5 separate regions of the Mus musculus genome follow, and regions 1, 2, 4 and 5 are each linked to region 3. The links are chromatin contacts, called in public Hi-C, HiChIP or PLAC-seq and promoter capture Hi-C maps. All regions are on one chromosome and are shown on one strand. The core of a region is the stretch at or near the end of the contact, and the rest is flanking DNA. Distances in the headings are between cores, read along the strand shown. Region 1 holds the start of Get4 (golgi to ER traffic protein 4). Region 2 overlaps Gm31127 (a long non-coding RNA gene). Region 3 holds the start of Chst12 (carbohydrate sulfotransferase 12). Region 4 overlaps Foxk1 (forkhead box K1). Region 5 holds the start of 3110082I17Rik (RIKEN cDNA 3110082I17 gene).

Region 1 (5,092 bases), core at 1,245-3,744, 1.3 Mb after region 3:
TAAATAAAACAATGAGTGGGGGCAGTAGGGGCGCAAGCCTTTACTCTAGTGTCAGGGAGGCGAAAGCAGGTAAACCTGAATTTGAGGCCAGGATGGTTTGCAGAGTGAGTTCCAGTAAAATAAAACAAAAATGTAAGACACCAGGGTGTACCCTGAGTGCTGCAGAAGTATACACAGTGACTGGCCTGCTACACAGAGTAACCCCTGTAATCCAGGGGTTAGCTCTGTCTAATCCTTTGTTTCTTCACTCAAAAATTGCTTGGGCCAATTGGCTGATCCTATTCAGTGATAGACAGCTCAACTCAGAGGAAAAACCAACCATTCAGCAGGCCTGATGACACAGGCTTGACATCCTAGCTACTTAGGAAGCTCAACCTGTATGATCAAGAATTTAGGTCTGCCTGAGTCAGACCTGAAGGCACACCACCTCAAAATTTTAAGTGGAAAAAAACAAAAGGGAGTGTAGCGTGTGAGATGTCCTGGGCTCTATTCCCAACAGGACAAAACAAAACCAAAAACCAGTTACTTTATCAATCATTATGTAGTTGTTTCTACATGTAAAAATTAACTTTATTTTTTAAAGACAGGGTTTCTCTGCCTTGGCTGTCCTGGACCTCACTTTGTAGAACAGGCTGCCCTCCAACTCACAAGAGATCGGCTTGCCTTTGCCTCTTGAGTGTTGGGATTAAAGGTGTGTGCCACCACACGTGGCTACAGATTTTTATCTAAAGAATACAGCAAGTGCCTTCCCAATATAATTAATATAATTAAGAGTGTTTTAGTTTTTGTTTTTAAAGGCACTAGGGACACTGTGATGAAACTAGATGTCGCCAGACTGGTTTGTATTTATAGTGTCTAGTTTACAGAAAAATTCCCCAACAAGGCTGCCCTTCAGGTAACCTGTGATTAGAGCAAGGGCTAATGTTTCGATAAGCTGACTAAACCCCGCTGCTCCAAATCCAGGGCGCCCAATAGGTAAAGAAAACAGGAAGTCTTTGACACCAAGGACGCCAAGGCTCATCCCACACCTGCCAACCCCCTGGACTGAGCACTTACGGAGGGAAATACTGCAAGGCTGGTCCCTGATGGCTTGCTAACTACTGCGTGTGGCCTTAACCATGCCCCTCCCTCCCATGTCCACCTGGCTACTTGCCAGGCTCAATCTGGGCATGTGGGAAGTGGGAATTGTCCTCAGATGTAAACAAGTATCACTCACGAGCCAGAGGGTTCCCAGAGCACTGATTCTTCAGCCCCCAACAGGGCTTCAAGGCAGTGAGGCCACTGTGTACAGTGTCATCCACTGTCATGGCAGCTTTATCCAGCCCACAGAACACACCGTGCTCAGATCAAGCTAGAGGGAGTGACTGTAGGAGGAGTTCCACAGCACGTGGGCCCTAGGTGACAGTAATGGGTGGATGATAATGTGCAACTGGTACAAGATAACCACTTTCCACTCCTTTTACTGAAGGCCTAAAATTGCCCTAAAACAAAACGTATTTTAAAACGAAAAGTAGGTCTAAGGGGCACAGGGGCCAAACCCACACTACGGACATGGAGCAGAAATGCTGATGTCCTGTAGTCAGGAATAAAGTTCTACGTAGGAATTATCAGCTGGCAGATGCACAGAGGCAGGAATACAGATGGCCACAGGCTGGCCCACGGTGTCAGCATCTGACCACACTTTAGCCGGCTGTGCAATTCCAATCACTGGCCACAGAAGGGAGGACTAGGTGAGACTACTCTGACAACAGGACTCGCCAACCAGCGGAAGCCTTCAGAGAAAGGGAGGCCAGGCGAGGAAGAGGGTGTGATAGAGAAGGAGTGGCGGGAAGAGAGGCCTGTAAGAGGGAGGAGGCCTAAGTGAAGAGGAGAGAGGCTAGTGATAAAACTGAGTCCAGGGAAGGGGAGGCCTGAGAAGAAGTTGGCTGGGGAAGGAGGCCTGGGAAAAGGAAGGAAGGAAGGACGGGGGAAGGGCAGCTCTGAGAGTAAGGCAGGGACTCAGAAAGACGAGGCCGAGAGAGGAGGAGGGGGAACCAGGCAGAGAAGAGGAGGCCCTGCCGAGTAGTACAAGCCCGCCGCCCCCGCTCTGCTCCGCGACAGGCAGCCGCATAAACCAATGAGGGTGCGGGGCGCCGCAGCGCAGCCAATGAGCAACAGCGGAGGTGGGGCCTCGGCGCTAAGCCGCCACCCGCGCCCACCTGAAGAAGAGGGTCCGGTACATCTGGTGCGCCTCGTAGTAGTCGCCCTTCTCGACGCTAGCACGCAGCTTGCCCTCCACGCGCTGGACGCCGCCGCGGTTGCGGGCGCCGTTGCGGGCGCCCTCCTGCTCTGCCATCGCCGCCGCCGCCGCCATGGGCCGGCGTTCCGCGCAGAGCTGACGCTGTCGCAGGCGCGGTCGGCGGCGCCTCCCGGCTTCCGTCCCTGCGGCCGCCGCACTCCTTCTACGGTGGCCGCGAGGAGCCGTGCGAGGGCGGGCGCGCCGCGGGCCGCACGTGATCGAGGCGGAGCCTGCCGGGATCGCGGGAGCCGCGCGAGGACACGCCCCTGAGGGGGGGTCTGAGAAGGACCCTGAGAACACAGGCCAGGAAAAGCCGACGGGGTGGGGCTCTCAGACTATCGCGGGAACTTGTTTGTAGTCTTGCGAGAGTGGGCGGGACCGAGGTCTTGGGCGGGACTACACGCTGAGCTGTCCCCAGCTTAGTGTCATCACTGCACAATGTAATCAGCCACGTAGGCTGCGCAAGTAAACTGAGGCAGAAGACTCAGCGATGAGGCGTCTTATTCGCGCGCCCCCTGAAGTTACCCTTAGCGCATGGATGAACCAGACACATTTTAGAAGCTTTGACCTGTCTCACACCTGCCCGGGGAGTGCCCCTCCAGGTGGCAGTCATCCTTAGTGACATCTGGGACAGGGCAGTATGCTCAGGCTAGAACCTGTAATGTCTCCAAGAAGACCTGGCTGTGGTTGGAGCAGGTGACAGCAGAGAAGGGAGGAAGGTCATGATTAATTGGGGGAGGATGGGAGGTGCTGGCCAGGGTCAGAGTTGTCCTCTGACAGCATCCAAAACTCAGGTTACAAAACCCTACACATATCCTTAAATAATGAGTTTGGATGCTGGAGATGAAGTTCAGGGCGTTCATTTCTGTCAGCTACACACTCTCAGCCTTCCATTTACTCTGGCCCTTGAACTTGTGACTCTCCTGCCTCAACTTACCTACTTTTTATGCCTGCACCCGGGCCAGCTGGACTAGCATTTTCTGCACCACACCCATGTGCAAGCAGAAAGCATGGTAACAGATTAAGGAGTCTGTAAACATGATCTCTTGCTGTGGGGTCCGCTTAAATCCAACCTAAAACCAACATAACTCAAGACACCAGGTCAACGCAGGTAATCAAGCCGCTATTGGTCAGGGCCGCAGAGCAGATGAAGCTGAAGTAAAACCCTGAGGGAATACTGTACAGCCTAAAGGATGAAAATATAGAGAAAGGGGGAGGTGGGTGGGCAGGCTGTAGCACTGTCTAATCATAATCCGTCGTAAGGGGTTGGACAAGGGCGTTCCCACTGTATCAGGATAGGTTGGTTCCTAGGCCTGGAAACATAAACATTAGTTTGACCCTGCCAGCAAGATGAAGTTGTCCTCGAGATGTCTGGACTCAAGACAACTATTTCCTTACAACAGAAGCTGTTCAAAGTAAGCTATTGGGAAGTCCCTAGCTCCCCTAGGGCCTGGGAGCTTGGTTTCTTGATATGATTAAATGGAGCCTGAAAACAAGATGGTAGTACTTAGAATAAATGTCTTTTGCTGGTTCCCAACACTCTGACAGTACCGTGCTCACCCTTCTGTGAAGAGGGATGATGCTCTGTGGGCACTACCACATAAGGAAGGACCACTTGGATACAGCATTCTACCTGATGATCCAGACACCTAGTAACAAAGGGGCAAGTGATTCATGCTGCATGAGTGTCCGACCAGGGGATGACTTGTCTGGATGGGACAGTGTAGTACAGTTTGTCATAAATTCTTTTTGGAACTTTTTCCCCTCCTAGATAGGGCCTATTATATTGCTCTGTTTGAGTGTTCTGCAACTTGCTATGTAGAACAGTCTAGTCTTGAACTTACAGTGGTCCACCTGCCTTTGCCTCCTGAGTGCTGGGATTAAAGGTGAGCACTACCCTCCTGGCTGGAATTCTCTCAAGATGTTTAGCAGGTCCTCAAGAGAGCAAAGCCCTAGTAACAGGCTTCTCTTTAAAACAGAAACAGCTAGGGGCTGGAAAGATGGCTCAGTGGTTAAGAGCACCTACTGCTCTCCCAGAGGTCTTGAGTCCAATTCCCAGCAACCACATGGTGACTCACAACTTTCTGTAATGGGATCTGATGCCCTCTTTTGGTGTGTCTAAAGACAGCTACAGTGTACTCATATACATAAAATTAATCTTTAAAAAGAGAGAGAGAGAAAGAGACAGAGAAACAGCTGCATGGTGTGGGCTCAGCACTCAGGCAGAGGCAAGCAGATTGGACGTCGAGTCCAGCCTGGTCTACAGAGTGAGTTCTAAGATATAAGAGCCAGGGTTAAACAGAGAAACCTTGTCTTAGGGTGAGAGGGAAAAAAAGTAAAGGAAAGCCTATGAACTGAGGATGCTTAAATCAACGTGACACTTCTGTATACATGGTAGGAACCAGAGCTGTTAAAAGGTATGAAAAATGCTCCAAAAATATATTCGGCAGGCTGTAGTAGAAAGGTGCTCTGGCTCTGGAAGCTGAGCTCAGGGCCTTGTGACCACATCCAGACCCAAAGCCTCTGGGCCCACTTCCTTTGAGCCTGACTGGAATGTCTCTGAGCGGATTCCTCTAAGCAGGAAGAGGCTGGCGGAGGCTTGAGTGACAGTGGCAGTGCCTGCAGGACTTAGCAGGAACTCTTCAAGCACACAACCTAGCAATCCCTCCCATTCACATGGGCAGAGATAAGACAAGCCAAGAAAAGAAATACACACTTTTATTAATCACTTGAAATCGCACATGCACTTTTAAAAATTAACTCTTTTATTTAAACATCTCAATAGCATCTTAATTTAGTGGCAGTAGAAGCACT
Region 2 (5,001 bases), core at 131-2,630, 1.9 Mb before region 3:
TTTTGACACAGGGTCTCACTAAATTATGTAGCCTGATCTTGAGACTGCTCTATGGCCCAGTCAGGTCTTGAACTTGTGATCAATCCTCCTGCCTCAGCATCCTGCGACTCTGGGATCAAAGGTCTGTGACCATAGAACTTTGTGTTTTCTTGCTTTGTGATGCACACAGAGGATCACAGAGATCTATCTTTGGGGTAAATTTGCTCATGTGCTGGCATGTGTGTGGGGTGTGTGCAAGGCAGACTGTGGGGCCAGACACCTAGGGTTCCAGCGGTTCCCCTTCCCACACGACAATATATAAGTTACTCCATGTTTCTGCATACCCCAGATTCTCAATTTCATGTAGTCTCTCAGAGTAATGATGTCATGTGACTATGAAGCTTAAGAATTCCCACTGTGTGTATAAGCAAGTTCACAATAATCACATTATTTATTCATTCAAAACTGAAATAACTGTTCTTCTACTAGGTACTACTCTCCAGGAATGGCAGCTTATACCACCACTTGCGAAGCTGAGAAAGGAGAATTGTGAGTTTAAGATCATTGTTGAATAACAGCAAATTTGAAGCCAGCCTGGGCTACACAGAAAGAGCCTATGTCAAAACAGCAACAACAGCAATAATAATGGTCAAATGTGGTTATTCAGCATTAATTTCAAATTTTATTTAATCTAAAACCATAACCAAAACTTACATTTGAGAAAACTGGGAGGGTCACCTGGTAGCGAAGTGGGTTAAAGGAGCTTGCCACCAAACCAGACAGCTTGAGTTTGAAGGAGAGAACCGATTGCCACAAGTTGTCCTCAGACTTATGTGTCCCTGGGTATGAGTGCTCCCACCACTAAACAAAAGAAATTTTAAAAATACAATAAACATTTAAAATAAATTAAACATAAAAAGAGCAGGACCCAAGGGAGGGAGTGCTCAATGAGAAAACTTCAGAACTGTGAACTTCAGAAAAGAAAGCTTTAAAGACAGTGGGGAGATAAAGTTAGGAGCTAACGGGTTCTGTGCTGAGGGTAGCAACATCTTTCCTTTTGTATTTTAAAGACAGGGTCTTACCATGTAGCCCAGGCTGGCCTTGAACTTGAAACTTCAGCTCCCTCCCCCGCCCCAAGTTTTGGGATTACAGATGTGCACCACCACCCATCTAGAACTATCACCCCATTTTTGAGCAAGCAGAAAGCCCACAGAGTTGCCCACTTCTGGGAAGAAGTGTGTCACCTCGGGAAGGAAGTGGTGTCTGAGATGGCCTGCCCCCCCCCCCCGCCCCCCAGCCTGGCTTTTGGCCATTTAGAAACAGCATAGCTGTGTTAAACACACAGAGTGCTGGGATAATTGGAAACAGATGAGGTGCAGCCTGCTTCTTTTGACTGTTGCTTGCGAAATGCAGCCTGTAACAGCCATGTGGTGTGGGGAAGCTGTGCTAGGCAGGCGGGTTTGCCAAGGATGTCTTGTACCTATGGGCCACACTTTTTTTTCCTGCTCTGCGAAGCCTAGTATGCTCCAAGGGAGAGGGAGAACAAGCTGTCTACGAGTCTCCTAAGGTTTAATGTAAGATTTCATCTATATGATGTCATTTTACATCCCTTTTTGGGCGGTGTGGGGGTATAAGCACACAAGTGTGTACATGGGCATAGACTGAGACCTTGTCTGGGAACAGGGAACTCAGTTGAGAAAATGCCTCCATTAATTGGCCTGTAGGCAAGCCTGTTTTTTTTTTTTTTTTTTTTCTATTTGAGAGAGTGTCACTCTTTCAAGCTCTGGCTATCATGGAATTCTCTTACAGACCAATCTGGCCAAACTCAGAGACCTGCCCCGCTCCCAAGGTGCTGGGATTCAAGGCGCCCACCATCACACCCTGCTACCATTTTCTCGATTAATGATTGATACAGGATATTATGGCTTGTATATGCTCAGGGAATGACACTATTAGCAGGTGTGGCTTTGTTGGAGTAGGTGTGTCACTGTAGGCGTGGGCTTTAAGACCCTCATCCTGACTGCTTGGAAGTCAGTCTTCTCTTAGTGGCCTTCAGATGAAGATGTAGAACTCTCAGCTCCTCCTGCACCATGCCTGTCTGGATGCTGCCATGTTCCCACCTTGATGATAATGGACTGAACCACTGAACCTATAAGCCAGCCCCAATTAATTAAATGTTGTCCTTTATAAGAGGTGTCTGTTCATGGTGTCTCTTCACAGTAGCAAAATCCTAACTAAGACATGGGAGGTGATGCCACCCCTGTGCAGATGGTCCTGCCATGAGGAACAAGCCATTAAGCGGTGTTCCTCCATGATCCCTGCTTCCGTTCCTGCCTCCAGTTCTTACCCAGATGTCTCTCCATAATGCACTGTAAGCTGTAAGCCAACTAAACGGTTTCCTCTCCAACTTGTTTTTGGTGATGCAGTTTTGTCACAGCAACAGAAAGCAAACTAGGACAGTTAGCAGCAAGTTCGCTCCATTCTTAGTAGCGCAGGAGTATCAGGCACCATGTGGCTTTTCTATGTGGGTGCTGGGGATTCGAACACAAGACCTTATGCTTGTGCAGTAAGTACTTTTACCTACTGAGCCACCTCCCAAGCCTCTTGAGCTCCCTTTAAAATGTAGGTCTCGAACTCAGAATTCTGTGCATCGTAGGCAACCACTAACCAAGCATACTCGCCCAGCTGTAGTTGTCAAAGCAAGAGGTAGTTAACATACAGATTCACTCTGAAATCTCCCTACCCAGCTTTCCCCAACAACACTGTGTAACTGTTTCCTCTGATTGGAATAGAGAAAAGCAGGGGGAGAAGTCTGGAAAACTCACAGGAAACTTGTACAACTCAGGAAGCTCAAGAAACTTACAGAACTCACAAGGCTCCTTCCTGTGGCTAGGTAAGTAGTAAAGAATTATGGGGGAAGAAAAGGTTCTTCCGTGGAGCTGCCTGCAAGTTGCATAGGAGGTTCCAGGTCTGCAGCTTCTGAGTCACCCACGCTGGGGTAGACTTTCCAGTGATACAGCTGCCTTTCCTTCAAGTCTCCCATGCTCCTATGAGGAACTCCAGGAACTCATTGGTTCCCCCATGAGACTCTGGTGAAACTGATTCTTTGGTCTGTCATGGTGTCTCCCTAGAAAAAGTCACACAAGCACATCTGTAGTCCCGCTTAGTCGAACACATCAGAAAATATGACGCTCAGATACATGTCATTCCCCTGCAGAGGCTGATGCTCCTCCGTGGCTTGCCAGAAACCAATTACTGTTCAAATGACAAAGACAGGAAGCATGTCCCAAGGAAGGCCACTTTCAGAGAACCTCTCCCCTCTGGCCAGAGCTCTGACGGTGACTGAGTAATTCTAGGTATGTCGTGAAGCAGTCAGTGGTGGCTGAAAGCTGCCCTTTCCCCTAGTTAACAGAACTTTAATTTCATACAGAGTTGTAAGGGGGCTCAGCCAGAAGAGCATCTCAGGGGCTGCAGAGATGGAGAGGTGGGTACTTCCTGCTCTTGCAGTGGACCAGTCCTATAAATCAAGCCACATCCTCAGCTCTGCAAGGGGGAAATGTTTGGTTGTACATTGGACATAGCAATTGGATGAAACGGACAGTGTTCTTTAGGTATGGATAGCAGGAGTGGACAAAGTAAAGGAGGTAAGAAAATTGAAATTAAGGAACCTAGAATTCTTGGAGGAAAAGGGGGGTTGGCTTGTGCTGACAGCTGTGAGGGGCAACAATGGGATTGTTTTCCCCAACATAGAGAAAAATGGCAGGCAAGCTTTAGTTGCTACTATGGGAAGGAACTGATGAGGCAAAGGTAAAGTTTTGTGAGGAGCACAAATTTGGAGGGACAGGAAACAGGTGGAGGAGAATCAAAGGGCGGAAACAGGAAACAGAAAGGCCTTCCCCACTGGAAAGATCAGAAAGAGTTGAATGGCTGAACAAACATAAGGAGTGGAAGCTCAACCCTAAGGGGAGCACGAATGCCACCACAGAACAGCTGAGAGGCAATACCCTACCAACTGGCATGATTCTCTCTCTCAGCACTGGACAAATCACCTTGCTAGTGTTTGTGGATTTTCCCTTAGTGTTCTTGCCTCACAACTCAAGTGATGCTTGATTTCGTCTGTTCTACACTCGGATGTATGTGTGCTTGTGTGCATATATACATATGTGTGCATGTGGGGGTCAGAGGGACAACTTGCAACAATTGGTTTTTTGGCCGGGCGTGGTGGCGCACGCCTTTAATCCCAGCACTTGGGAGGCAGAGGCAGGCAGATTTCTGAGTTTGAGGCCAGCCTGATCTACAAAGTGAGTTCCAGGACAGCCAGAGCTACACAGAGAAACACTGTCTCAGAAAAAAAAAAAAAATTGGTTTTTCCTTCCTTCATGTAGGTCTCAGGGATCAAACTCAGGTGGCCAGGCTTGGCTTTGTGCCAGCCCCCTGTTCTGAGTCCAGTGTCTATAAGGGGGTCTCTCTGGGTCGTACAATGTGCAGAGTTCAGTTTTTAGACAATCTAATCCTCAAGGTCACTTAGTCAATCTGCACCTGCCCGAAGTCCATCAAAGGTCCCCTGCTTTCCCTTCCTGGGCGCTATAAATACATCCCACTCTGTTTCTCTAGGATGCTTACGGTTCCCGTTGGTTTAGAATAGCTTTGCAACTGTAGGCTATTTGCATGTCTGTTTTACAAAGTGTTTATAAATTGCAGAATTTAACCTGATTTTCTATTGGGTCTTCTAGGGATTTGTTGTTGTTGTTGTAACTGCTGTTGTTTGTTTCTCTGCTGTTGTTATCTGGCAATGCTGAGGATGGAATGTGGGGTCCTGGGCTTCTCTCACTGAGTCCTGGCACTTGCTCTGGAGAGGCTGATTGGCCAGTGAGCCCCAGGGATGAGCAAAAGACCTAAGGACCAGCCTCAGGGAGGAAAGATGATTTGGATTCACAGTCTGAAGGGCCCTGTCTGTGGTTGCTTGGTCACAGGCACTTAACAGAATGTCATGGTATGAGCATGTGGTAGGGGAATGTCTTG
Region 3 (4,880 bases), core at 212-2,711:
TCAACTGTAGACCCTCCTGCCTTCACCTCTTGGGGATTACAGGTACGTGCCACCTTTCCTGGCATTCTCTTTGCATACCGCAAACGTCTTTCATACACTTGGCACTCAAGTGGCCCTGAACCAGGACGACCTGAGCTACCCAGGGCCCATGGTTCCCAGCATTCCACCCAATATGGTGGTTTGCCCTTACAGCAGGAAACTGAAGATGCAGACCCACGAAAGCGACATGACAATACGGGTACAAGCAAGCTCAGCCCCAGATCCTAGCAAGGAAATTAAACATGAAGGTACAGGCAGGCCCTTTTGTAATTTTTGTGTTGTTTTGTTTTAAGTCTGAGTCTTACCCTGTAGCCCAGGCTGGCCTGAACCTCACTATGCGGCCCAGGCTGCCCTCAAACTCACAGCAATCTTCTTGCCTAAGCTCACAAGAACTGGCACCACGCTCCACCTTAGGCAACTCGCTCCACCTTAGGCAACTCGCGAAGTTGCAGTATCATACCCAGCACATAGCAGTTTCCCAACAATCTTTTTTCTCTCCTTCACACCCGGAAACAGGGCCCTAACTCATGTTACCTAGGCTGGAGCCACACGGTGCTGTCCCAGCAATGGAAGGCTCACAGCCCCGTTCTCCCCCGAGGGTGACATTCCCACTCAATTCCGGGGCTCCCAGCGCAGCGTGGGATTATAAAATAAATAATTTAAGAAGGGTGCAAACATTACAGCTCTCTGTGCGACAGCTAGGCGGATGTGCGGAAGGAACCCAAGGTCTGCCAGCGATGTCTTCGTGGCCAGAAGCCCAAAGAGAAGATAGGTCCTACTGTTAGCCACTAATGCGCGGCTTCCTGTGGCCCACCAGGCATGAGGCTGCTGCTGGGGGCACCCGCAGCAATGCACAGGGCAGGAGGATGCTCAGTAGACTGGGGTGAGATGTGGGGCCAGTGCTTGCTCGGTACAAAACCTGGCTTCGGAGACAGCCTCCTGCAAGGTCTGGCCGGGACACTGCAGCACAACAGTCTCTGAACAATTGCTTTCTCGCCTGGACACCCAAACAGCCAGAGGCAAAACTGGGAAGGTGTTTTCCCAACCTCCGAGCCAGCCGCTACTACTGCAAAGGAGGTCGGCCAAGTGGCCACACCTTCCTCCACGCATTCTGCAGGGCTGCACAAGAAGATGGCTCAGAGAAGGTGCACGCTTGGCTAAGGTTACACAGCCAGCTGGACAGAACTGGGATTCGAACCCGGGACCACGTGGGAGCTGCCTAAGCCAGGCAGAAGGAGGTACCAATCTGCATCGCCAAACCATGGACCATCGCCCCACCCTAGGACTCGGGACTCCTACGCACCCCTCGCTCTGCTCGAGCCTGCGCTCCTCACCTAGCGCCCGCCACAGTCACCGCCGCTGCTGCTGTTGCTGGTGATGCTGATTCTGCAGCCGAAATCGCCTCCTCCCGCTAGCAGCCCCGCCCGAGGCGCGGCTCCGCCCCCAGGCAGACCTCCCTCCATCCTCTCGCGAGAGCTAACGAGCGGGACTACGCCCGTTCTGGATGCGCTTGCGCACTTCTCCCCGTTCCTGCCCTCGCCAGCCAGTGCCATGTGGCACCTTATTTACGGCCAGAGATTGGTCCCACCCACCATCCCTGAGCGTCCCGCCCCTTTTGCAGCAACCAATCCGGAGTGGGGGCGTGGCTGATCTCAAGGGGCGTTGCCTGTCTCGCAGTTTGAACTTGCAACGTGGGCTGTGCAAGCTGACAATCCTGTCAGAGTTTATGGGGCTTAAGAGAGACCATGCAGGTAAAGCTCTTAGTGAGAGCCAGGCATGGTGCAAGCTGTCACCGCAGCTACTTGGCAGGGGGGAGGGAGGAACGGGAGGGGCTGAGGCAGTAGGATAGGAAGTTCCAGGTTAGCCGTACTTAATGAGAGCCTGTCTCAAAAACAAACAAACAAACAAACAAACAAGGTATGGGGAGAGGATTCAGTGGGTAAATGAGGTGCTCGCCTCACAAAGGTGAGAAACTGTGGTCAGATCCACAGAACCTGTGAACAGCCCATGCTCGTGAGCCAGGCTCCGTGGTGCTTGCCTGTATGGCAAGACCGGGAGGCAGAGAGAGAGTCTGGAGCTTGCTGGCTCCCTAGCCCTCTCTATATGGTGAAGTTTCAGACAAAAGAGAAGCTCTGTCTCAAACAGAAGTTGGAAGGTGCCTGAGGTTGTCCTCTGAGTCCCACATATCACACATGAGGTGCACACATGCACCTGCAAAAGAAAGCTAGCGTGGTGACGCACACTTAACATCCCAGCACTGAGCTGCCTTCCCAAAGCAGGGGACTGGTTCCGAGCCAACGGGCTCTCCCAGTGCCTAGGGTTAGAAGCCTCTTTCTGTAGCAGTATGACACAGAATGGCAGAGGACAGAACCTAGGAAGATTTATTATATTCTGGTGGCAGATGATCCCATCTTACTAACTAGGATTCAAAACCTACAGCTGAGTCCCCTGGGTTGCCATGTGTGCGTGTGACCTGCTCAGGCTGCTCTAACTGTAACACAGACCCAGCCTCAACTATGGACAGCTCTTTTCCTAGGGTTCTGCAGGCCAGATGCCAGGAGTTGAGGTAGCAAGCAGGCTGGTTCTTGCAGAGAGCCCTGCAGGAGCATCTTCCAGCCCTTCTCTTTACCTCCCTTTTGCGTACTTCAGCCCAGATTTCCATTTTCATAAGGGCACAGCCAGACAAGATCAGGACTATCCCATGACCTCATTTCATTACCATTCTCCTGGCTCAGTCTCCAAATAAGGTCATCTCTAAGGCACTAGGAGCTAGAGCACCAACATCTCTTTCCTTTTGGGGCTGGAAGATAGAACACAATTCAATCTATAACTGTAAGTTCGAGGGCTCAGGTGTGGTTCAGGGGGGGTAGAATGCTTGCTCTGCCCTGGGCTCCATCTCTATCAATGTATAAACAAGGCATGATGCCACACATCTGCAACCCCAGCATTCAGGAATTGTAGGCAGTAGGATCAGAAGTTCAAAATCATCTGTGAGCCAGGCGTGGCGGTGCACACCTTTAATCCCAGCACTCGGGAGGCAGAGGCAGGCGGATTTCTGAGTTCGAGGCCAGCCTGGTCTACAAAGTGAGCTCCAGGACAGCAAGGGCTATACAGAGAAACCCTGTCTCGAAAAAACAAAAAACAAAAAACAAAATCATCTGTGGATGTACAGTGAGCTTGAAGATAGCCTGGGCTACATGAGACAATGTCTCCAACAAAACAAATGAACAAACAAAGCATAAATGTTATATACTACATTTTTTTAGACAAGGTCTCTCTATATAGCTGGGGCTGTCCTAGAATTTACGGAGATCCACCTGCCTCTGCCTCCACCATGGCCTCTGCCTGCCTCTGCCTCCCAAGTGTTGGGGTTAAAGGCATGCACCACTATGCCTGGCCAGTAAACCCTATTGCATTTTGTTTAGGCAGGTGTGGTGCTCACTGGTAACTTGGGCAGGGGAGGCAGGATTGCAAGTCTGAGGGCATCCTGGGCTAGCTAGATGTTATTCTCTGTTACATACCTGCTGGGATGGCTCAGGCCTATGTAATCACTGACAACACCAAAGTCGACTGAAGCTTCCGAGCAACCGGGTGGTCTCCATTGCAGGTGGAACTGCAGCAGTGTCGTGCTGCCTCCTTAAGAAGCCACCTGACATGCCATATAAAACATGCCCTTTCCTGGGCTGGGCAGATGGCCCAGTGGGGAAGAATGCTTGCTGAGAAAGCATCAGGACCTGAGACTGAACCCTCCCTACCCTCAGCGACCATGTAAAAGGCTGGGTCCAGCCCCGTGCATGCCTATGTCATCACTGCTGAGGATCGGTGTAGCCTCCCCACCCCCAGCCTGGAACCTGCTGGCTCAGGGGTGGAGTTTCCTGCTCATTCCTTCTGCCACGCCCACTGCTGGACCGTGCCGCTTTGCTGCTTGGAGCCACACACGTGTTCACCCTGCTACTGGACCCCGAGACCAGTTGGCGGGAATCGGGTTCCCTCCCTCTTCCTTTATAACTGAATGTCAGAACTAGTAAAATTGAGCTTTGAACAGGATGAACTTGTCTTGGCTCCGTTTCTTCTTTCTCCCCATCTAGTTCCTCACTTAGCTCGAGTGGCCATCTCAGTCGAACCGTTCACGTTGCGAGCTGCTGGCCGGCCGCAACAGATCGGGAAGAGGCAGACAGGGGAGGCCTGATGCAGCTCGCTGGCCATCAGCCGGATTCCAGCTTCAGATGGAGAGCCCTTTCTCAAAGGACTTAGACAGAGTGTGACAGAGCAGAGTGTGACACTCCAGGCCCTTGCCTGTGTAGGAATGGCCGGCCACGTGCACTTCTGCACAGCACACAGGTGCTGTGCTAGCTTGCTTTCTGTTGCTGGGATAAACAATGACCAAAAGCGGTCTGGCGGCAGAGGAGGAGAGTGTTTCAGCGTACAGGTTACAGTCAGCGTTGGGTACAGGGAGATCAAAGCAGCAGCTTGAAGGCGGGAACTGAAGCAGAACAAGAGAGGAACTAACTGACTGAGCCAGTGGTGACGCCGCCCACAACAGGCTGGACCCTCCCAAGCCTGTCCATCAAGACAATGCCCACTCCCCCCCCCCCCCTATATTGTCACAGGCCAATCTCTCAGTTCAGGTTCCCTTTTCCCAAGTGTGTCTTAGAGTATGTCACACACACACACACACACACACACACACACACACACACACACACCTTCCTGATGATCCTATGAACCATTTCCTGCCTGAGTCTAAATTAGCACCCTCATGCTTTTTTCATTGGATACCCAAAGCCAGTCCTCATGGTCTAATGACCATACTTGTCTAACACAAAGGTGACTCAAACAGA
Region 4 (4,739 bases), core at 100-2,599, 1.9 Mb before region 3:
GCCTGTAACTTACCGGCAGAACTTGCTGTGCTGCTGGTCTTTGGCACGCCTGAATTTGACCCTCCCCGCCCTCTCCCAGTACTGATGCATGCCAGGTTAAGTGATCTACCATGGGGCTTCATCCCCAGCCCACAGTGCAGACTGGGTAATCCAGCCACCCACCAGATACACTGGGCAGGGAGTCACACACAGGGGAGGAGCTATGCAGCGCTGCACTTGATTGAAGACTTGTAACTTGCTCATTTTCTGCAGTTTTCCACTTGGTATTTTTGGACTGTGCATAACTGAAACCACAAGCAAGTGAAACTAAGGCTGGGAGTGGGTTGGGGTGGGGAGGGGAGGGGCGGGGCTCGGTGGGGTGCTAGACTTCTGATGCAGACTGGGGTGCTCTCCAAACGCAAATCTCCGAGAGCACAGGAGACTGAGCTAGCCCTAGCCCGCAGTAAAGTAGAACTGTACTACAGCTCCATGACTAAGGGGGCCAGTTCTCTGATGCCGACTTCCCTTCATTCACATCACCACTGCTAACCTTTGCTACACGTGTACATGCAGGGGGCGGGCACGGCACTGCACAGCCTGGGTGTGGAAGACGGCAACTTTAGGGACTCAGCTCTCCCCTCCACCATGCGGCTTCGGGACTGAGCTCAGGTCTTCAGGCTCGGGAGGGAGCACCTTCCTTTACTCACTGAGCCATCCCACCAGCCTTTCCATCTTAATTTTGGGACAGGGTCTGTAACAGAAGCGAACCCTGAGTTCCCAGTTTCAGCCAGACAGGCTGGCCTCAGATCTGCAATCTTCCTGCCTCAGCGCCCTGGGTGCAGGGATTCCTGGTAAATGCCTGGTGCTGGGACCCACAGGCTACTTTCATGGCTGCTATGGCAGTCTGCTGAAGTGTAGTCCCACGGAGCCTGCTTTAGCCTCAGTAGCCTCAGCAAATGATTAACCAGCTCCCTGTTTTCCTAAATCACTTGCTCTTCACAGAAAGAAAGGTCAAAACACTGCCGAAGCTGCAGTTTCTTTCAAAGAGCTCATTCATCTGCTGGGCGGAGCCCTGCAGGCAGGGACAGCCCCCCCAAAAAAACCCAACATACACACAACTCAAAACCACAGCGGAACAACCCGCCCTGGGAAATAAGGAGCCACCCAACAAACTGAAGCCAGCCTGGTGGGGGGGGGGTGGGGGGGGGGTGGAGTGAGGCAAAGGTACCGAACCCTGGGATCCGCTCCATGGAGGGAGGAGCCACAGCTGGGAGGTCCCCAAGCCTTCGGTGCCCAGGTCGGCCAATAGGGACCCGCTAGCAAAGCTCACCAAATTAGGCAAGCAGACTGAGCAGGGCGGGGCCCACTGCTGCGGGCTGGGAAGTCAAACCCTTTCCCCAAGCCTGCCCCACCCTGGCTCCCGCTGCCTGGGAGAGGAAGGGCAGGGCGTGTTTGTAAACACGTGGGCTCCACCCCTACACAGAAACTCAAACTGAGAAAGTCTTGGCAGGCGAACCTCCAGCGGCCGGCCGCTGAGCTTTACAAAAGCTCAATGGAATTCCTCAGTGTGGAGATAAACGGATGTCAACAGAGATCTTTTGTTGTGACACTTAAAGGCCCAGGGAGTCCAGAGCAAGTCCCAAGCCACTGTCAACAGCGACTGCGGACAGAGTGACCACGCACCCGTGGGAACTCAGGAGGAGCCAAGGGCCTGCCCCCTCCCAGCAGTACCAGGAATGTGGCAGACACAAAGTCGGGACTCCAAGGGAGCACTGGGGACACCAAAGCACCAACTGCTGGGCGGGGGTTCGGGGAGAGGGGGAGGTCTTTACAGCCACTGTGCCACCTGACCAAAAGCCACTCTACACCCGACCTATGATCACTCAGTGTCTTAGCCAGCTGGCTGCTGTTTTGTTTTTGAGACAGGGTCTCATGTAGCTGGGGTATTACACACGGCTTTTGATCCTCCAGCCTCCACCTGCCCAGAGCTGGGGCTGCCATGGGCCACTGCGTCTGCTGTTATCAGTGCTCAGGATCTTGCAGGCTTTCTTGGCAAGCAGCGCTCCACCAACCAGCCCCACTCCCAGCACGCACCACTTTTTCTTTGTATTGTCAATGAGAAACGTTGAAGCCAGGCATGCTTGTGCCTTTAGCCCCAGCTCTGGGGAGGCAGACGCACACAGGATAATTGAGGCCAGCCTATGTAGTGAATTCCAGAGTTACAAAGTGAGATCCTGTCTCAAAAACAAACAAACAACACAAAAAACTACACTATTCAATCCCACAATCACGTACCCTACCTAGTACTGGATATTGAACCAAGAGCCTTTGTTTGTTTGTTTGTTTGTTTGGAGATGAGGCCTCACTATATAGTCCTGGTGTTTCTATAACAAATAACGTAGCCGGCTGGCCTTGATGTGACCCTCTGGCCTCAGCTCCCAAGTGCTGGGATTTCAGGTGTGTGCCACCATGCCATGCCGGGCTAACCTAGGGCCCCTTTCAGGCCCCTAAAGTGTCTACCCCTGAACTCATCCAGGTCCTCTTCTTATTACAGGATGACAGGGTACCACTTGTTGCCCAGGCTCATTTTGGTCCTACTCAGTAGCCCAGGCTGGCCCTGAACATGCTTTTAGGGCTGCCCCACCTGTTTCTCATGTGAGTGTCGTGTGCTTGCTCAAAGCCACATGATTTCCCATGTAAATAACAGAAAGGCTACAACTTTCTTAACTGTTGGGAAGCCAGGAGCCCCAGCAATAGGTGACAAGAACCACTGGTGGGAGGGGCTTTGTGAGGAACCCTCAGTCTCTCAGTGACTGAATCATTCATTTTATATAAACAAACACCTGCACCTGCAATCCCAGCATCTGGGAGGCTGAGTCAGGAAGATTACTGCAAGTTTCAGGCAAGCCTGGGTAACAAACTGAGTTCTGAACCAGCCTCACTGCAGTGAGACCCCGTCTCAAAAAGCAAATCAGGGGCTCGGGCGGCCCTGAGGGTAAAGGTGCTTGCAGTCGAGCTGGTGGGAAGGAGAGCAAAGACTCCCACAGGCTGTTCTCTGACCTTCACATGCCCCTCCCAACAAATACATACATACATACATACATACATACATACATACATCAATATAGCTTACAAAAGAAACAGTATCAGAACAAGTCGCCCACACAGGGCCTCCCGACTGCTCTGACTGCCCTGACCTCTAAGGGGACCGGCCTGGGGCCCCGTCCAAGTTCAGCACCTGGAAGACATGCTCATGCGTTTGGAATGTGGGTCTTAAGAACAGGGAGGCTCCCAGACTGAAAAGAAGCTGGGAAGAAGCAGTCTCTGATGAAATCAATGGCTGAAGGACACGCGGCGGGTGCTGAGCACAGGCTGGCTGTCAACTCTCACCACCGCCTTCCTTCCGCGGCCTTTGCCATCACTGCAGGCTTCACAGCCTGGAAGATGTGGGCGGCTGCTGTGGGAAGCAGCTATGGTGTGTCCTACCCAGGAGACACAACCCACAGTCCACATGTCCAGAACAACAATGGGCTGGCTCTCCACCTCAGCTCTGGGCTTGCAGATTCCCAGGCTGTACCTGTCGCCAGCGTCAGGAAAGAGGACGGACTCCAAAGGACCCGTGTACAGACATTACATGGTAGGAAACAAAATAAGTTCACCAAGACAAACCAAGGGACCCATACACATATACACACACGTATGTGTGTTCAAGTGCAGTGTGTGCTCACACTTATCCCTGCTGATACTCTTAACCATCTTTGGTTTCCACCAGGAGGAAGGACATCTTCAGATGTCATCCCCTGACCTTGAACCTCCAGAACTGAGAATAAAAATCTCCCTTATGTATAAACTTTAAAAGGATCCAACTCCAGCCAAGTGTGGGGCTGCCCAGCTGGGATCCCAGCTGACCAAGGTAGGAGGCCCAACGGTTCCAGGCCAGCTTGAGCATCCGGAAGCTTCCATAGCAACCAGCTGGGGGCGAGGTTGTGGATATGCCTCAGTGGCAAAGTCCCTAAGCCAGTGTGCTGCTTCAAGTAAGAATGGCTCCTAGAGACAGGTCATGTATTGGAATTAGTGGTCCCCAGGTGGTGGAATGTTCAGGAAGGATTACAAAGTATGCCACTAGGGATGGGCTTCAAGGCTTCAAAGCCCGCATCAGGTCCAGCTGTCCCCCATCTGCCCCTCCTGCCTGCACATCTAGTTGCCGCCCAGTGCCATGCCTGCTTCCAGCCCCTCAACCAGGAGTCATGGACTCACCCTCTGAGACTGTAAGCAAGCCCCTAATTAAATTAAATTTTATAAGTTGCCTTGGTCATGGTGTCTCATTACAGACAGAGAAAAGAGTCTTAGCGTCTTAGTTAAGGTTATACTATTGGTACTACAAAACACCATGACCAAAAAGCAAGTTCAGGCAAAAGGGGGTGTATCTGGTGTACACTTTCATATTGCTGTTCACCACTGAACTCAACGAGGGCAGGATCCTAGAGGCGGGAGCTGATGCAGAAGCCATGGAGGGGCGCTGCTTACTACCTTGTTCCCCAGGGCTTCCTCAACCTGCTTTCCTATAGAACCCAGGACCACCAGCCCAAGGATAGCCCCACCCACAATGTACTCTATCACTAATTGAGAAAATGCCTTACAGCTGAATCTCATGGAGGCATTTCCTCAACAGAGGCTCCTTCCTCTCTGTTGGCTCTAGCGTGTGTCAAGTCGACACAAACCCAGCCAGTACAACTGATTCCTTGACTTAACACACAAAC
Region 5 (4,780 bases), core at 259-2,758, 1.0 Mb after region 3:
GCTGGGGCTAAACAGAGAAACCCTGTCTCAAAAAAAAATAAATAAAATAAGGTATCCTTATACAGAAAGATTGTTACCTGTTATCTCTGTGTTGGCCACTTTCACAGCAAATGCCAGCTGAGCTAGAGTTCTTGATTCTCAGCCTGTTAGAGGCTTCAACAAAACTCAGGTGAGGGAGTCTGTCTTTTCTCATTGCTTGATAATTCCCCTCTCTCTATTCTGCATCACAAGGAATTTACTGTCTCCTCTTAGTTGGCTAGCAGCATCAGCAATAAATCACACCCACTCCATCTGTAATTTTGTCATTTTGAAGCAGGGTCTCACTAAGCCTTGGCTAACCTGGAACACACTATGTAGACCAGGCTGGCCTCACACTTGTAGAGATCCACTTGCCTCTGACCCAATGCTGGAATTAAAGGCTGTTGTGGGGTACTCTGAAGAGAAGACTGCTAGACATGGTTTAAGCCAATAGAAAATCTTTATTAGCTGTCCAGCAACTACACTGGGTGATGGAATCCTAGTGTAGCACTGAGCCTTTTTCCAGGTGATTTTTTAAGCACTAAAACCATGTTCCGAGTTGACACACAGTTAAAAAGAAGAGTAAACCAGAAGTGGAACTAGAGAGGCTGGAAAGCAAGGTTAGTGTGTGTTGAGACTTTCCCAGCACTATATGGACTCTGATGGACTAGGCCCTTGTTTTAGTTTGGGCAGGTGGTGCTGTCTATGTGCTGCTAAGTTTTACAGCCTCATGGTACTTCCAATGTGGAGTCAGTGTGCTAAGGTCTGGTGGCCTACTAAGGTCTATGGCCCTGTTACAAGGCCAGTGACAGCTATGCCAGACCCTTTACATTACTTCTTCACTACTTTGTGTGTGTGTGTGTACACATACATATATTATGAAATGTACATATTTACTTATTTAGTGTGTGTGTGTTTAGAGGTCAGAAGACAGCTTGTGGGAATTGATTTTCCTTCCGATTTATGGATCCTGGACATCAAACTAACGTTACCAAGCTTTACAATAAACACTTTTACCGTCGGAGGCATCTCACTGGCCTTTATGAATCTCGAGAAGACCCCGAGTTTCTGATCCTCCTCCCTCTATCTCTTTGGTGCTGGGATTATAGGCTACAACAGGGTCCGACTTTGAACTCCCTACACAGCGGAGGATAGCCTTGAACTCCTAATCCTTCTTCCTAGCTTCCCTAGGGCTGGGACGAAAGGCGTGCACCTCCAAGCCCGGCACCCCTCGGATATTCTAACTTTACCTGCTGGAATTCTCTGAGAGGTGTTCTATCTGTTCAGCCCAGCACCAGCGGCCAGAATTCGGCCGCACGTGCCCACGCCACCAGGTGTTGCCCTGGCAACTGACTGCGCTCTCAGCTCAGAGAGATGACGCCAATATCCTGCGCCAGGGCTGCGCCCTCCCATGCGGCGGCCATTGGCTGGCTGGAAGATGGACGCCTTCCCGATCCAATGGATAGCGCTGATCTTCTGAGGGCGGGACGGCGCGGAACCTGCTGAGCTGGTGGTGGAGGCGCGTGGCAGAGGTGTGCGAGAGTGGGAGCTGCAGGTGCGTGCTGGGTAGGGTGGGGTGACGGGGGGTTGTCGCATCCGCCCGGGGAGACGCGGTCCTGGGCCGGGCTGTGCGTCTCTGCGCAGCTCTCCACGTGGATTTCCAGAGATCTATTCAACCACCCACCTACCCATTTACCCCTGTTGATACAGGCGACCACTTAGCCATTCGTCCACTCCTCCGTCTACTTAAACGTCCATCCACTCCTCTACCCAATTATCCATCCGTCCACCCACCTATTCATCCAGGCACCCACCCATCCATTCATCTATATCCTTCATCCACCCACCCACTTATTCATGCACCCAACAGTCCTTCCATGTATCCATTCTTACAAGTTGGGTGTGGTGGTACACAGCTGTGGTCTCAGTATCCTGAAGGCTGGGACTGAAAAAAATTGCCGCTAGCTCGGTCTAGCCATGTCTTCTAAATGAGACTCCGTTCAAAAAAAAAAAAAAAAAAAAAAAGATTCTTTGGGTTCCTTTTCTGTATCGGTGTCACTCAAGGCTCTGGGAAGAAACGGGGGCCAGAATAAGAATCCCAGATCTAGGGAGCCCAGGTTTTTGACTGTAGAAGATCTCTTACTAATGGTCTTAGGTACCATGGAGATAATTTAAGGGAGTCTTGTTCCTTCTTTGAGCTTGCTGAGGCATAGTCTTTCTGGTTTCTGCTGCTGCACTGTGTACCCCAGGCTTACCCCCCTGTCTCTGCCTTCCATCTCACCATAGGAGAGACGAGACGACAGATTCACACACTGCATCCAGCTTTTTATGTAAGTCCCAGGAATCGAACTCATATTATCAGGCTTGTTCGGCAGGTGCTTTTACCCACTGAGAACTCCTAGCCCTCTGTCTTCTTATTTCCTTGCTGCATGAAGCAGCAGTCAGTGCCTCTGGATTTCATTTCCTAAAGGACTAGTGACATTGGGCATCTTTTCATGTTCTTCACTGTTTGTTCAAGACCTTTGCCCATTCTAGAGTTTGCAGTGTGTGTGTGTGCCAGAGGTCAACTTTAGGTGGTCCCCAGCAGCCATCTACCTTGTATGTGACAGTGGACTCGACAGGCTAGGCAGGGACGGAACTCAGGTCTTCAGGCTTAGTGGCAAGCGCCTTTACCTGCTGAACCATATTGCTTTCTCCCCCTCCCCCACCACTTCTTTTGTTTGGTTTTTGTTTTGTTTTTTGAGAGAAGGTTTCTCTGTATAGCAAGCCCTGGCTGTCCTAGACTCCCTTTGTATACCAGGCTGGCTTCGAACTCACAGAGATCTTCCCACCTCCGCCTCTAGAGCTCTGGGATTAAAGGTGTGCACCACCCCACCTGGTGCCCAAATTCTTTTATTGTATAATTGCCAGAGTTATTCTGTGGTGGTGGCCATGCATGCCTTTAATCCCTAGAGGCAAAGGCAAGTGGATCTCTGTGAGTTTGAGACCAGTGTGCTCTACAGAGGGAGTTCCACAACAGCCAGGTTATGGAGAAACCCTGTCTTGAAAAGCAGAAAAACAAAAAGAGTTCTTCTCAGGCTCCACCACATGCAGATTTCCTGCCTGTAATGTGTGAGACAAGCACTGCTCTGAGTTGTCTTTACTTTCTTGCTGGCACTGTTCCCTGGGAGAAGCTTTTAAATTTTGTTTTATTATTTTCATTTATTTTTTAAAATTGCTAATGTGTGTGTGTGTGTGTATACCATGTGTGCGTAGGATCCCATGGAGCTCAGAAGAGGCGTCAGATCTCCGAGAACCGGAGTTCTCAGTGGGTAAAAGCACTTGCCGCACAAGCTTGAGGACCTGAGTTCGATCCCTGGGACTTACATAAAAAGCTGGATGCAGTGTGTGAATCTGTCATCTTGCCTCTCCTATGGCGAGATTCGAGGTGGTGATAGGAGAGTTCCAGGTAGCTGTGAGCCACCGTGTGGATGCTGGGAACTGAACCTAGGTCCTTTGCAAGAGTTGTAAGTACTCTTAACCTATGAGCCATCTCAATAGCTCCTTTCTATTTCTATTTTTAAGTGTGTGTGTGTGTGTGTGTGTGTGTGTGTGTCCAGAGGTGTTGGATCTGGAGCAGGAGTTACAGTTGATTTTGAGCTGCCTGAGATGGGTGCTGCCAACTTGGGTCTTCTGCAAAAGCTGGTAACCAGTGAGCCTCTCTCCAGCCCAAGGACAGAAGGTTTTAGTTATGAGGTAGTCCAGCTTATTTTTCTCTTGACTATCTAGTTATTGGTATTTATTTAATGTATGTGAGTACACTGTAGCTGTACAGATGGTTGTTGGGAATTGAATTTTTAGGACCCCTGCTTACTCTGGTCAACCCCGCTCGCTCAGGCCCAAAGATTTATTTATTATTATACATAGGTACACTGTAGCTGTCTTCAGACACACCAGAAGAGGGCGTCAGATCTCATTACAGGTGGTTGTGAGCCACCATGTGGTTGCTGGGATTTGAACTCAGGACCTTTGGAGGAGCAGTCAGTGCTCTTACCCCCTAAGCCATCTCGCCAGCCCTAGCTCCTGGTATTTTACCTGAGAGAACACAGTGTTCTCCAGGGCCATGAGGGCTCATCCCTGGAGAGTCTAGCAATCGTAGGCTGACCTGTTAAATCCAACTCCCAGCTCTCAGGAGGCAGAGGCAGGCGGATCTCCGTGAGTTCAAAGTCAGCCTGGTCTATATTGTGTATAAACAGAAGTGTATTAGGCTTGGACTCTTTGACATGTGGGGCTTGGTCCGCCCTGCGTGAGTTCTGAGTGCATACTCACTTCCCCCGTGACTCTTCAGCAGTCTTCCAGCAGCTGGTGGATAGAGTGCTCTTTGAATTGTCACGGTACCCTTGTTGAAAGTCACTTGACCACAAACAAACGCAGATGCTCACTAGAACAAACCCTCATTGCCTCAGTTGGGAGCTGCTGTCTCTTAGAACCTGGTAACATTAGAACCATCTTCTTCGCAAATAGACTTCCTGGTTAACTTTTTAACGCTAACTTCCAGGGTGAACGCAGGCCTCGCTTCTCTCCTAAGTGGTGTGTAAATATTTGCTGAACTTGCCTTATTTCTCTGACGAGGTAATTGGCTGGCGTCACCACCCCTATTTCCAGTGTCCCTGTGTCAACATTTTCTCCTTCTTTTAAGATTTCTTATTACATTGTTAATTGAAATTTGTAGCCTCTGGTTTCAAATATTCTTCTTCTTCTTTTTTTTAACGGAGGAGGCTTA

Evidence for each region. Promoter capture Hi-C pulls out the DNA fragments that hold promoters and counts their contacts. A called contact is a pair of places that touch in the nucleus more often than the background predicts. HiChIP or PLAC-seq counts read pairs in DNA pulled down with a chosen protein or histone mark.
Region 1: a Hi-C map of B cells shows a contact between it and region 3, with 10 read pairs. The contact joins the promoter of Get4 here to the promoter of Chst12 in region 3. A contact is called at or near these places in 2 of 484 Hi-C or Micro-C datasets (B cells and muscle stem cells) and 2 of 115 datasets of contacts at active chromatin or transcription factors (astrocytes and pancreatic cancer cells).
Region 2: a contact with region 3 is called in a promoter capture Hi-C map of liver, with 5 times the contacts expected there. The contact joins the enhancer-like site here to the promoter of Chst12 in region 3. A contact is called at or near these places in 7 of 39 promoter capture datasets (the 3T3-L1 cell line, the C10 cell line, the SN4741 cell line and 2 more), 1 of 484 Hi-C or Micro-C datasets (CD4 T cells) and 3 of 115 datasets of contacts at active chromatin or transcription factors (astrocytes, embryonic forebrain and large pre-B cells).
Region 4: an H3K27ac HiChIP or PLAC-seq map of embryonic stem cells shows a contact between it and region 3, with 7 times the contacts expected there. The contact joins the enhancer-like site here to the promoter of Chst12 in region 3. A contact is called at or near these places in 4 of 39 promoter capture datasets (the 3T3-L1 cell line, embryonic stem cells, liver and 1 more) and 5 of 115 datasets of contacts at active chromatin or transcription factors (embryonic stem cells, large pre-B cells, microglia and 1 more).
Region 5: a contact with region 3 is called in a promoter capture Hi-C map of liver, with 2.9 times the contacts expected there. The contact joins the promoter of 3110082I17Rik here to the promoter of Chst12 in region 3. A contact is called at or near these places in 3 of 39 promoter capture datasets (hematopoietic stem and progenitor cells, hippocampal neurons and liver) and 1 of 484 Hi-C or Micro-C datasets (muscle stem cells).

What each region holds. Positions count from the first base shown.
Region 1 is chr5:139,249,726-139,254,817 of GRCm38.p6, reverse strand. Get4 (golgi to ER traffic protein 4) reads right to left here and starts at 2,494. Exons shown (of 9, transcript NM_026269.2): 1 at 2,199-2,494. The coding sequence starts at 2,353. Sun1 (Sad1 and UNC84 domain containing 1) reads right to left here. Exons shown (of 23, transcript NM_024451.2): 23 at 4,979-5,092.
Region 2 is chr5:142,377,075-142,382,075 of GRCm38.p6, reverse strand. It overlaps Gm31127 (a long non-coding RNA gene), which reads left to right. Exons shown (of 4, transcript XR_377178.3): 3 at 469-528; 4 at 1,789-2,386. Among named protein-coding and RNA genes, the nearest start is that of Gm31127, 8.6 kb to the left of the region's middle. Within about 2 kb of position 1,380, at least 71 of the 459 cell types and tissues checked have an H3K27ac peak or open chromatin away from gene starts, as enhancers often do.
Region 3 is chr5:140,502,190-140,507,069 of GRCm38.p6, reverse strand. It overlaps Chst12 (carbohydrate sulfotransferase 12), which reads right to left and starts at 1,461. Exons shown (of 2, transcript NM_021528.3): 1 at 1,374-1,461. Gm38728 (a long non-coding RNA gene) reads left to right here. Exons shown (of 5, transcript XR_001785006.2): 5 at 3,647-3,983.
Region 4 is chr5:142,437,256-142,441,994 of GRCm38.p6, reverse strand. All of the region lies in intron 2 of Foxk1 (forkhead box K1), which reads right to left. Among named protein-coding and RNA genes, the nearest start is that of Ap5z1, 24 kb to the left of the region's middle. Within about 2 kb of position 1,349, at least 384 of the 459 cell types and tissues checked have an H3K27ac peak or open chromatin away from gene starts, as enhancers often do. A contact at or near this core is called in embryonic stem cells, liver, pre-B cells and 1 more, where this site is marked.
Region 5 is chr5:139,457,262-139,462,041 of GRCm38.p6, reverse strand. 3110082I17Rik (RIKEN cDNA 3110082I17 gene) reads left to right here and starts at 1,508. Exons shown (of 5, transcript NM_028469.3): 1 at 1,508-1,573.